Linked DNA regions of Mus musculus: regions 1 and 3 are each linked to region 2. Evidence: chromatin contacts called from public HiChIP or PLAC-seq and promoter capture Hi-C data. All regions are on one chromosome and are shown on one strand. The core of a region is the stretch at or near the end of the contact, and the rest is flanking DNA. Distances in the headings are between cores, read along the strand shown.

Region 1 (3,663 bases), core at 612-3,111, 2.0 Mb before region 2:
GCACAGCCCAGGTATGGAATCAACCCGTTGTCCAAAGGAGGTTCACCTACTTTCCTGTAAGACGCAGATTTGGGAGGTTGGGAAAATTACGTGTTCAGTGTTTTCTAGTACTTATTTCATATGTAGCTTCATAACTACAGTTTGTAGATACTTATTTTGGTGATGGGGACCCCTCTCTTTTACTAAAACAGTGGCTTTTTTAGTGTACTAAGATATTGGTGAGGGTGATTACTAAATCTATCCACTCACGAATCTATCTATTAACCCATCCATCAGTCTATCCACCTCCATATATATATATATACACACACACGTGTGTGTGTGTGTATTCACACATTCATCAAGAACCCAATAAATTGTTTTCTATGCCTATGTCCTATTGCTTTTCCCAATGGCAGAGCTTAGAGTGTTAACATAGCCAACAAGATTCTTGCTCTCGAAGTATCACCTAATGATTAAACTTTTCTAAGAATCATTTCCCTAAATGCCTATAATGTAACATTTGCTCTTTTTCTTTAAGGATGGGAAACATCAAATGACAGAAAGGGCTACAGTGTTAAAGTTTTAACAATCTACAGAATTTAAAATACTAGCATCCTGAGGACTGGAGGTGTGGCTCAATGGTGGAGCTCTTGATAACATTTATAAAACCTTCCCTTTGATCCTCAACTCTGGAAAAAAGAACATTATTATTCTGAGATGATATTTGAAGTGAATAGGAATCTCATTTGGAAAATTAGATCATTATAAAATGAAATTGGATCAAGTAAACATTGGCAAACCATGAACTAAAATCCAATACTCTTTTACTCTTTCTTAAATGTTTTATTAAAATTATAAGCTTATTTATTTCCCAATAAATTATATATTTAGTGTTTTCTACTATTTATTTCAAGCTTCCTAACTACAGTTTGTAGACACTTCTTTTGATGATGGGGACCCTGCTTTTTTATTAAAACAGTGGGTTTTTTTAGCCTATTAAGATATTGGTGAAGAATATCTCTTCATCTCTTCTAAGAATAATTGAGTATAATTGATATTTCCTTTCTTAGCATGACGATAAGCTGTTTAATTTAAACTGGTAACTATCAGCCGAAGAGGCAAAGAAACACTTTTTAAACTAAGAGAACACATACTGGTTTACCTCTCTGAAGATAATGCCAGGGGTATTGTCCTATTTTGATGTTGACAGTCCAGAAAATATCTAAATATCCTGCCCCGAAATGTTCTTTGAGTCATTCAAAATGATATCATGTGCAGGCACCAAAGCTTCCCAGTCACACAGTTGGTTAACATTGGAAAGAAAAGTTAGAGGCAGACAAACTCAGGCTCTGTGCTCTCACCCAAGCTTAGACGGAGTCTGCAGAAAACCCAGATGACTGCACACTTGCTTAGGCAGAGCATCTAGTCAGTTCATGTCACAGAAAGAACCCCTCTAAATATTACTCTTCTCAGCTTAGGTTTGCTCCACACACGCATACATAAACTTGCATCAAAAACTTGTAATTTTTTAGTTATGTTTAACAAGATCTGCATTACCAGTGGTGAATGTGAATATGCTAAGGGGAACTATCTATATCTTGTTAGATTTAGTCAAAGATGTGTCTTTTAAATTTAAAATTAAAAGTACTAATGTACTAGTATTTTTTTCATGCTGTGTAATCATGAAGGTATTGAATACTAGAAATAAATTAAGACAAATTTAAAAAATGTTTCCATACCTTCTCCTTATTCCAATGATAAACCATATGCAACAGCTCACTACCACAGCAATCCCCCAGATCAAAGAAATGCTCATCATTTTGCAAAAGCAGGAAAACGTCCCAAGGGGAGAATCTGTGCTTAGCAAAGCAAGACGGTCCAGAAACTGTGGCTCTAACTAGGCTTTATATATGCACAGGACCATGATCCAATAACTTGAACTTGGGTGACCAGAGCAAACACTAACTATTTGTCCTCCTAAAAAAAAGAAAAAAGAAAAAAGAAAAAAATAGCATTATCTGGCCTTGAACTAAGTCCATCTTCTCAGAAGAGGCTCCAGAACAAGCAGAGAGCTGCAATAGTCGATAAGCCGAAGGTCTGTCCCTCATGTGCTGACATAACATTCAAAGCTGGGGACAACAGCTAACACTGTGCTTCTGTGTGTAGAAAAAGAAGTAAACACACTACAGAAGAGCTCACCTACCAAAGATGTGGAGTGTGTTGTAAAGCAAAACAGGCAGAAGCTTTCCATCCTGGCTTTAATACTGGCTGTCCATGTCATTAACCTTTGGGGAAAATTATTTAAATTAATTTCCAGAAGTATACAGCAACCGATCCTAAAGGATGTGAACGGTGTGGAACAGTTTGTTTTGTTTGTTTCTTTGTTTGTTTGTTTTTGCTTGATTGTTCAGTGTGTTTATAAAGCCACAGGTGCTTCATGTAGTCTATCTACTATCGTCGAAATAGAAAACCTCCCAGCACTCATCTTCTAGGCAGCCATAGCTTGAGAATTCACTCTTTACCAATTTTTATTTGTAATTAAGATGTACTTTTATTTCAAATAAAGACTACAACACTTCTTGTCAAAGTAAATATGAATTCATAATTTACCTCTTATACTACTCATAAACTGGTATACAACTTTCCCAACTTTACTCAGCATAATCTTTCATTTTGTGCTGAAGATTGAACCAATGGCCCCACTCCTCCAAGGCAAGCACTCTACCGCTGATTTACACCCCAGCTCCCTACTTAACATAAATATTAATTGAGCATTTTTATGTTCCAGGAACTCTTTGAAGATATTCTGGTTTCAGGTACTAACAAGACAGGGAGTTTCTCTACTGAAGATTGTATTTTGATGGGGAGACAGCAAATATGTGTTGTGTATCCATAAAATGAGGTGTATAGGGATAAATATGGCTTTAAATATGTTGATAGGAGAAGCTTTTTTGAAAAGATGATACTTGAGATAGAATAGCTAAGGAAAGACATTTCCAGGAGAGGGGACAGCAAAGGTGAAGTTCCTGAGCAGAGAGAGGATGAACTTGGTGTGCTAAAACACAGAATGAACAAATGGAGGATAGAAGATGGAGTTGGGTTTAAGAAAGAGACTAGAAGATAAGCAAAAATTAGTTCATATAGGGCTGCTTCTATATGCTTCATATAGAGTGGAGAGAGGATTGGACCTATTGCCTTGGAAGGCAAAATACCAGTGTAATGTTTTGAACATTTGAAAATCCAAGGGACAATGTCAATTTCTCAGCTGAGTATAAGAATCTGAGGTAAGGAGAAAGGAAAACATCAGTGATGTAGATGTTAAGCCGTCAGCATTTTTGATATTTAAAGCCAAGCGACCCTCTCAGGTCACCTAGCAGAAGCAGTAGGTAGAGTATGACACTAGGCCAGAGAGAGTGCATTCTATTCCCCGATGCCAGGAAAAGGGGAGAAAAGAAAACAATAAAAGAGAAATAAACTGTACAAATATGTCTCTGGATACATATCTGTATAGTGTGTGTATTATTATTATTATTATTATGTATTTAATCTGAATAAAACTATCTTAGTGAACAACTTATTCAAATAATTCTTTTTTTAAGACTTATTTATTTTATGTACATGAGTCTGTATATATGCCTGAAGGCCAAAAGAAGGGTTGAGAGCCACCATGTGGTTGCTGGG
Region 2 (3,992 bases), core at 143-2,642:
AAGCCTGTGTGTGCACTCCTTCCTTCATAGCTCAGTAAATGTTTGTTTGAGCAAGAGGCAGCTCCAGGCACAGTTTTGGAAGAACAGCCAGCTGAGATAATCATCACTTCACCCTCTTAGCCCCTGAGAACTCTATTAGAAAATAATTCCCAGAAAAATGCAACTTATAAGGACCATGAAAATAGAAACTGTGTTGGTGTCGCCTTTAAAACCATACAAGTTAAATCAGAGCTTGCTTATAAAAGTGCAGAAACATGTGTTCCAAATTACCTGATTTTGACTTCAGGATGACTTGAATGGTGTGTCCATCGTTGGTGACTTCACAGTCCCGGCACACCACATAATTTGGAGACAGGCGGACATCCAGCAGTGAGGGGTCATACCTGGCTTCTCTGGAGTTTAGGTTGATAGGTGACTGGTACTCCCCATTAGCATCAGGAAACACTAAGCCCCACTCAACACCTGAAGACAAAATGAGACTAGGTTGGATTTTTTTAAGGTTAATGACAGTAAAATATAACACAAAAATCTCATAATCCTTAACATTATAGCTGTGACTATCATCTGTATGTAGATGAAATATAAGAAATGTGTGTGGGTTTTTACATTCATTACGTGAGTGATCTGTTGTTAAATATCACACACAAAATCCTCTACTGTCTGTGCATACAGACGCTTTGATGTAGGGATCTAAGAAACTTATGCCATCTTGAAGTGACTAGAAAAAAGATACCTCAGAAATTTCTTCTGCTCATCAGTTCAATTATGTGCAGTACTGGGAAATTTCCTCAAAGCCCCACATGCTCAGAGACAACAGAAAACCTGTAACGCTAATGAGCGCCACTTGTTTAAAATGCAAATACAGTGTCCCATACATATTAGTTCTTTTGCTCTTTTCTCCGTGTATACAGGAAACATGGGCGGGCACTAATGACTATTCGAAGCCCTGGATCTGCGAAGACAGATTTAGAAAACTCTTTTTAAAGTCCCCAAGATCCAGCCTGCAATTCGGGACGGTTTTTCTGAAGTGCGTTTGGTTATACTTCCCAAGACTAGAAAGCAACTCGGTTGCACGTCTGCTCCAGGCTGGGAGATGTGGCTGCCTGGGTGCAGCAGGTGCGAACAGCACTCAGGCAGCCACGGAGGGGCAAGTGGGGGACCGCGTGGGGCGTAGCAGCCGCGACAGCGGCCCCACGAGCCTACCTTCCTCGTAACCCCACTCCACGCCCTCCTCCTCCTCCTCTTCCTCGTCTTCCTCCTTCTCGGGGAAGGCGACTGCATCCTCAATGAAGCTCAGGTCAGCCATGGGCAGCTCTGCGACACGGGTGCGGGAGCGGCAGGCGCGGGGCTGGGGACCGCACTGAGCGTGGCAGTCCCCGCGAGCGCGAGAGGCAGCGGTCCGGCGCAGGCTTGCGCGTTTTAAGGTCGGTGGGGGCGTGTCTGACTCGAGGACACGCCCCCCGCCCTACACTCCCACCTACACCCCCTCTCACCCCACAATCGGGACAGGCAAGCCTGCGAAAATCAAACTGGGGCTGCAGCAACACGGGAAGCCTGCTGCACCCAAGTCCTAATACCCTTTCAAAAGCCTGGAGACTCCAAAATCCGCCCTGTCTCCCGTGCTCCCCTTGCTCCAAACAATTTTCCCAATGGAGTTGCCTTGCTTTGGGAACGGGATTGAGACCGGGAACCCAACAAGACTCCCTGGTCGAATGGTTTATTGGCCATCGTTTACCGGTCAATTTTGTTGGGGTTTGGTTTTGTGAGACTGGGTCTCAAGGAGACCAGGTTGGCTTCAAACTCCTCCCAGTGGAGAAGCGGATGACCTTGAACTGCACAGGGCTCGCTCCACTTTGCAAACACTGGGCTTGCAAGAATGCACCACCACCATGGGGCCAAGCGTGGTGGTGGCAGCTTATCTGAGCGAGTTTTACTTTTTAATCCGTCCTTAAAACACAGGGAAAATGAATATGGATTTTATTTTTCCCAAAATAAGTCCAACAAACATTTCACGAAAAATAATTTAGCAACTAGACATAGGTATAGTTTGAGAAATTTTTACTAAATATATTTCAAAGACAATGAAATGGGGTGTTTGGTTCCACTTTCTAAGTCTGGGGTGCTGCTGCAGGCTCACCTTGCTGTGGACACCGCTCCCAAGCGCCTCGTGAAGTCGCGCAAATAATGAAATGCACACACATTACGAAACAAACAGGAACTTTCCCCGATCCAAAGAGGTCAAGTCGTTACCCCTGAAGCGTGTGTCCCAACCTCAGGCTAATGCTTCATCCTGGTGTTCCAGCCCTGTTCAGTAACCCCTAAGCTCCTTTCCTCCACGATAGCAGATATATTTGCATAGTAAGTTAGTACTCAGGCCTGCAGTATGCTTTGCCTTTTACATAGCCCATGCACACTCCACAGTGTCTGTGAGATTAATGGATGCATCGAGTTCCTCAAACAGGGCGGGGGTGATTGATTAGCTGGGAAATTTTAAGGTGCCGGGTTGCTATCCTTTACTGCCTGTTGGGGCCTTAACTTAAAAAATAAATATCGTATCACGTCTTCAGGAAGTGGATGGAGGCTAAGGAGAAAAACATCAGTTGACCTACTCCTCCACTGTCTGAAGAAAAACAAAAAACAAAAACAAACAAACAAACAAAAAACCTCCTGGACAGCTGCAGCACCCACATGGCCTGTGGGTTTCAGGGTGTGTGTGTATGTTGTTGTTTTTTTTTTTTTTTAATTAGGTACTTTCCTCATTTACATTTTCAATGCTATCCCAAAGGTCCCCCATACCCACCCCCCAATCCCCTACCCACCCACTCCCCCTTTTTGGCCCTGGCGTTCCCCTATACTGGGGCATATAAAGTTTGCAAGTCCAATGGGCCTCTCTTTCCAGTGATGGCCGACTAGGCCATCTTTTGATACATATGCAGCTAAAGACAAGAGCTCCCAGGTACTGGTTAGTTCATATTGTTGTTCCACCTATAGGGTTGCAGTTCCCTTTAGCTCCTTGGGTAATTTCTCTAGCTCCTCCATTAGGGGCCGTGTGACCCATCCAATAGCTGACTGTGATCATCCACTTCTGTGTTTGCTAGGCCCCGGCATAGTCTCACAAGAGAGAGCTATAACTGGGTCCTTTCAGCGAAATCTTGCTAGTGTATGCAATGGTGTCAGCATTTGGAAGCTGATTATGGGATGGATCCCTGCATATGGCAGTCACTAGATGGTCCATCCTTTCGTCACAGCTCCAAATTTTGTCTCTGTAACTCCTTCTATGGGTGTTTTGTTCCCATTTCTAAGAAAGGGTAAAGTGTCCACACTTTGGTCTTCGTTCTTCTTGAATTTCATGCGTTTGGCAAGTTGTATCTTATATCTTGGGTATCGTAAGTTTCTGGGCTATTATCCACTTATCAGTGAGTACATATTGTGCGAGTTCCTTTGTGATTGGGTTACTTCACTCAGGATGATACCCTCCAGGTCCATCCATTTGCCTAGGAATTTCATAAATTCATTTTTTAATAGCTGAGTAGTACTCCATTGTGTAAATGTACCACATTTTCTGTATCCATTCCTCTGTTGAGGGGCATCTGGGTTCTTTCCAGCTTCTGGCTATTATAAACAAGGCTGCTATGAACATAGTGGAGCATGTGTTCTTCTTACCGGTTGGGACATCTTCTGGATATATGCCCAGGAGAGGTATTGCAGGATCCTCCGGTAGTACTATGTCCAATTTTCTGAGGAACCGCCAGACTGATTTCCAGAATGGTTGTACAAGCTTGCAATCCCACCAACAATGGAGGAGTGTTCCCCTTTCTCCACATCCTTGCCAACATCTGCTGTCACCTGAGTTTTTGATCTTAGCCATTCTGACTGGTGTGAGGTGGAATCTCAGGGTTGTTTTGATTTGCATTTCCCTGATGATTAAGGATGTTGAACATTTTTTCAGGTGTTTCTCTGCCATTCGATATTCCTCAGGTGAGAATTCTTTG
Region 3 (3,720 bases), core at 940-3,439, 1.9 Mb before region 2:
TTTCGTGTCTCTAATTCTAGTTCCTACAAGGAAGCCCACTCTGTAGTGTGATTCATGAACTCTGCCCTTCTTCCCTTCCTCTTCCCCTCTTCTTTCCTCATCGCCCCTTGTTTTTCTCTCCTGTCTTTTAGTTGCAATGAGAAGTTGGCTATCTGCACATTAGGAGGTGGGTCCTTGTTAGATCCAAAGTCTTTAGGTAACTCAAGATATAACAGGTATTCCCTGTTCCGTTGCTCCAACCACCTAGCCTTTGGTAATTTGTTCTTGTAGCCACAGTAAAACACCCTCAAGCTACATATTTTATCTTCTTCAGCATCCTTTATGATTAGTTTATTTACTGTTTGTGTGTGTGCCCATGTATATGTGTACAGTTCTCCTGCCACACAGCACAAACATGTGAAGTCAGAGGACAACATCTCCAGTTGGCTCTCTCTTTCCAGGTTGACAGTATTTTTTGTTTTTTTTGTTTGTTTTTCAGCAAATGCTTTCACTCCACTAAACCATCTTGCCCGCCTTGGTGTTTTGTTTTTCTCACAAACTGTGGAACCAGCTTGTTGGTATCTATGACTTGATAGGATTTTGACTGAGATTGGATGAGATCTATAGATGGTGGGCAGAACTGACATCTCCATAAAATCTTTCTTCCTATGTATAAAGGTGGGCGTCCCCCACTTTACTCAGATCTTTCATTTTCTTTAGAACTCCCTGTCAACACAAAGAAACCGCAGCTCTCATCTTAAAGGTGATAAGAGATAGTTGATTTTGGAACCATTTTGAGTGACCATGGCCTGGGAACACAGATTTAGGTTACTTCAAATTCTATGTTCCAACAAGTAGCCTCAAGTAGCTCTCATAGTTTTTGTTTTTGTTTTTGTTTGTTTTTCTGAGACAGGGTTTCTTTGTGTAGCCCTGGCTGTCCTGGAACTCACTCTGTAGACCAGGCTGGCCTCGAACTCAGAAATCTGCCTGCTTCTGCCTCCCAAGTGCTGGGATTAAAGGCGTGCACCATTTTACAGGACAGAGGAAGTCATCAGTCAAGGCAAGCTTACAATACATAGGCGCTTACTTCAGAGAGGCAGGACAAGGCAGTGGGGGTGAGGTTCAGGGAACCTTTCTGTAAGACGCAAGGTGTTTTCTGGTGGCATTCTAAGCATTTGGATTGGTAGAAGCTAGTTGCCTGCTAATTCAATAGATTCTAAAGACCTGTTGTTTATTGTCACAAGATGTTAGTTTAGACACAGGGAAACAAGGAATGGCTGTTCTGGAGGGCCAGGATTTAGCCCAAGATATGGTGATCTTCCTCTGGACTTTCGACATTCCAACCTATTTATTTCCACAGCATGAAATTCTAATTAGGAGTTTTCCTTCACACAGATATTCATTCAACTAGGCTTGTAGCTAAGTATTTTATCTTGATATATTTTTAATATTCAATTCCAATTGCTCATTTCGTGCAGATAGGAAAGTAATTGACTCGTGTGTATATTAACCGTGTATCGTAGCAACCTTGCTGTAGCTGCTTATTCTGCTTACTGGTGTTTATTTTCTCTTTGTTTACATAGATAATCTTGCCAGCTGTGAATAGAACTGTATTTCTTCCTTTTCCATCCCGTAACTCGTTTTACAAGTTGTTCATCAGTTAAGCCATATTCTCCCTGGAGCATCACATTTTCATTCCTCTTGTCATGTAATGCTTATTGTTTTACCAGAGATAAAATTTCAAATGACTGTGATGATGAATAATTTAGATAGACAATTGCTTGCATGCCAATGATGTCATATACTGTTACTAGGAAATGGCCTCAGCCATGGACTGGTGTAGATATTGTCAGTTTCACATATTCATGTACACCCCAAACATCTGGATTCCCCTATCAGCACCATCAACTCTCAGAAAGCACATAGTCCGTGTTTTTAAGATTAGAATGTGGGTTTTATTTATTTCAGGGTGTGTGTGTGTGTGTGTGTGTGTGTTCAACACCGAGAGTAACAGTCAGCAGCCAATGAGCATTCGTTCTGGGAACAAAGGGTAGTAAAAGGCGGCGGGGGCTGCCAGGGAACCGAGGCTGGAGCCGGGAGTTGGGAGGATTTCGTAGAGGGAGGGTGGGCTGGTGGTCGCTCGGGCTGTGCCGCGTTGTCATGGGGACGGCGCGTGCGCCTGCGCCTGCGCGGCGGAAGGCGGGGGCGGTGATGACGCGCAGGGCGGGCCCCGAGGTTCGGTTGTGTGGAGCTGGAGCGGGCAGCAGGAGCGGCGCGGTCCTCGGGGCAGGTGAGTGGCCGCGGGGGTCCCGGGCCCCGGCAGGTCTCGGAGCTGGTCCGGCGCTCTGCTTCGGGCCCCGGGTGGGTCTGGCCGGGTCCTCGCCCGCACTCGGTGGCGTCCTCAGCGGCTTCCGGACGGCTGGCAGGGCGCGACGGACCGGAGGTGACAACGGTTAGCTGCGGAGCCGCTGCTCTGGAAGGGGGCAGGGAGGGCCAGGGCTTGCAGCGGGGTGTGTGCACCAGGAACGGTCTCCGGAGGTCTGGTGACTCAGATCTCCTTGGAGGATTTCCTTCTAATACGGGGCGGAGGGAGGCGTACAGACGTGGAAAGTTTCCAGTTTCAGAAGTGCAGTTATGGAGCCGTGGAGTGTGTGGGATCGTTTGTTGTATTCGTCCTATCTTCGACACATAGCTTTTTTTTTTCTTGTTTTGTTTTGTTTTCCATTAGGTAAATTACTTAGAAAGTGTAGAGTTTTAAATTCTTAACACGCACGCTTTACACCGAGAACAAATGTTTAAGAACGAAAGTTATATTGAAAATAGCTGCTGCCCTGGTCAATTGTCTTACTTTTGAAATGTCAAGGTGATATAGTTCAGCAGATTTGTACTCTCATTTTCCCGATGTGAGGATAGGACAAAGCAGAAAATATGCCTTTTCATCCTGTTAACAACTTAGGTCCTTAAACTGGTAGGTCTTAAGTGGTACGTAAGTATTACTGATCAGATGACTTGCACCAGGAAATAAGGAAATGGAATGACGAGAAGGCTCAGTAAACAATTACTCCATTATAGCCAGAGTCACTTAACTTTGGAAGCAGATTTTAGCTGTGCTGGATCTATTAAAGAGGATTTAAAAATCATGAACAAGAAAGGGCTGATTAAGATTTTGATGCACTTTTGAATTAAGCAGCCCTTTAAAATGAGCACGGCTCACCGACTTCCCCCCATTTTTGCCACTTTCTCTTAGGTAGTAAACATCCAGAGACTGTAAAAGACACCCACACACTTTAAAATACTTATACATTTAATAATCGTTCTCCTTGTACTTATTAATTGCCAAATGTTGCAACACTTACTGAAAATTTTAGCTTTTAAGGATGTAATTAGTAAACATATGGCTCAAAATTTTAAGCATTTAAAATGTAGAGCATACAGTATAAAACCTCCCCTGTGCTTGGCATAGGCTTTGGTTGTGCCCACCAGCCAGCCATATTTCCTCTGGCAGGCCAGTTCTTTTACGGTCTTAGGTACTGGTTCAGATAGTGCCTCTATGGTCAGACATGTAAATATGTTTCCCTCAGTTTAACACTGAGGAAGGCATGATTTTCTGCTGTATGTGTCTGTTTTTCCAGTTAGTAATAACATTTTGGATTATAACTTTCAGTTATGGTTAAGTTTGGCTGTGTTTTGGTCAGTGTCACTGTGACCAAGCTAGTAGGTATGATTGTCACCCTTTGCAAG

What was found. Promoter capture Hi-C pulls out the DNA fragments that hold promoters and counts their contacts. HiChIP or PLAC-seq counts read pairs in DNA pulled down with a chosen protein or histone mark.
Region 1: a promoter capture Hi-C map of liver shows a contact between it and region 2, with 4 times the contacts expected there. The contact joins the promoter of Cyp7a1 here to the promoter of Car8 in region 2. A contact is called at or near these places in 4 of 39 promoter capture datasets (cranial neural crest, hippocampal neurons, liver and 1 more).
Region 3: a contact with region 2 is called in an H3K4me3 HiChIP or PLAC-seq map of embryonic forebrain, with 6 times the contacts expected there. The contact joins the promoter of Sdcbp here to the promoter of Car8 in region 2. A contact is called at or near these places in 1 of 39 promoter capture datasets (liver) and 3 of 115 datasets of contacts at active chromatin or transcription factors (astrocytes, embryonic forebrain and large pre-B cells).

What each region holds. Positions count from the first base shown.
Region 1 is chr4:6,273,771-6,277,433 of GRCm38.p6, forward strand. It overlaps Cyp7a1 (cytochrome P450, family 7, subfamily a, polypeptide 1), which reads right to left and starts at 1,862. Exons shown (of 6, transcript NM_007824.3): 1 at 1,722-1,862; 2 at 1-54. The coding sequence starts at 1,801. RefSeq lists a promoter at 1,830-2,180.
Region 2 is chr4:8,237,649-8,241,640 of GRCm38.p6, forward strand. Car8 (carbonic anhydrase 8) reads right to left here and starts at 1,393. Exons shown (of 9, transcript NM_007592.3): 1 at 1,204-1,393; 2 at 271-462. The coding sequence starts at 1,306.
Region 3 is chr4:6,363,491-6,367,210 of GRCm38.p6, forward strand. It overlaps Sdcbp (syndecan binding protein), which reads left to right and starts at 2,190. Exons shown (of 9, transcript NM_001098227.1): 1 at 2,190-2,269.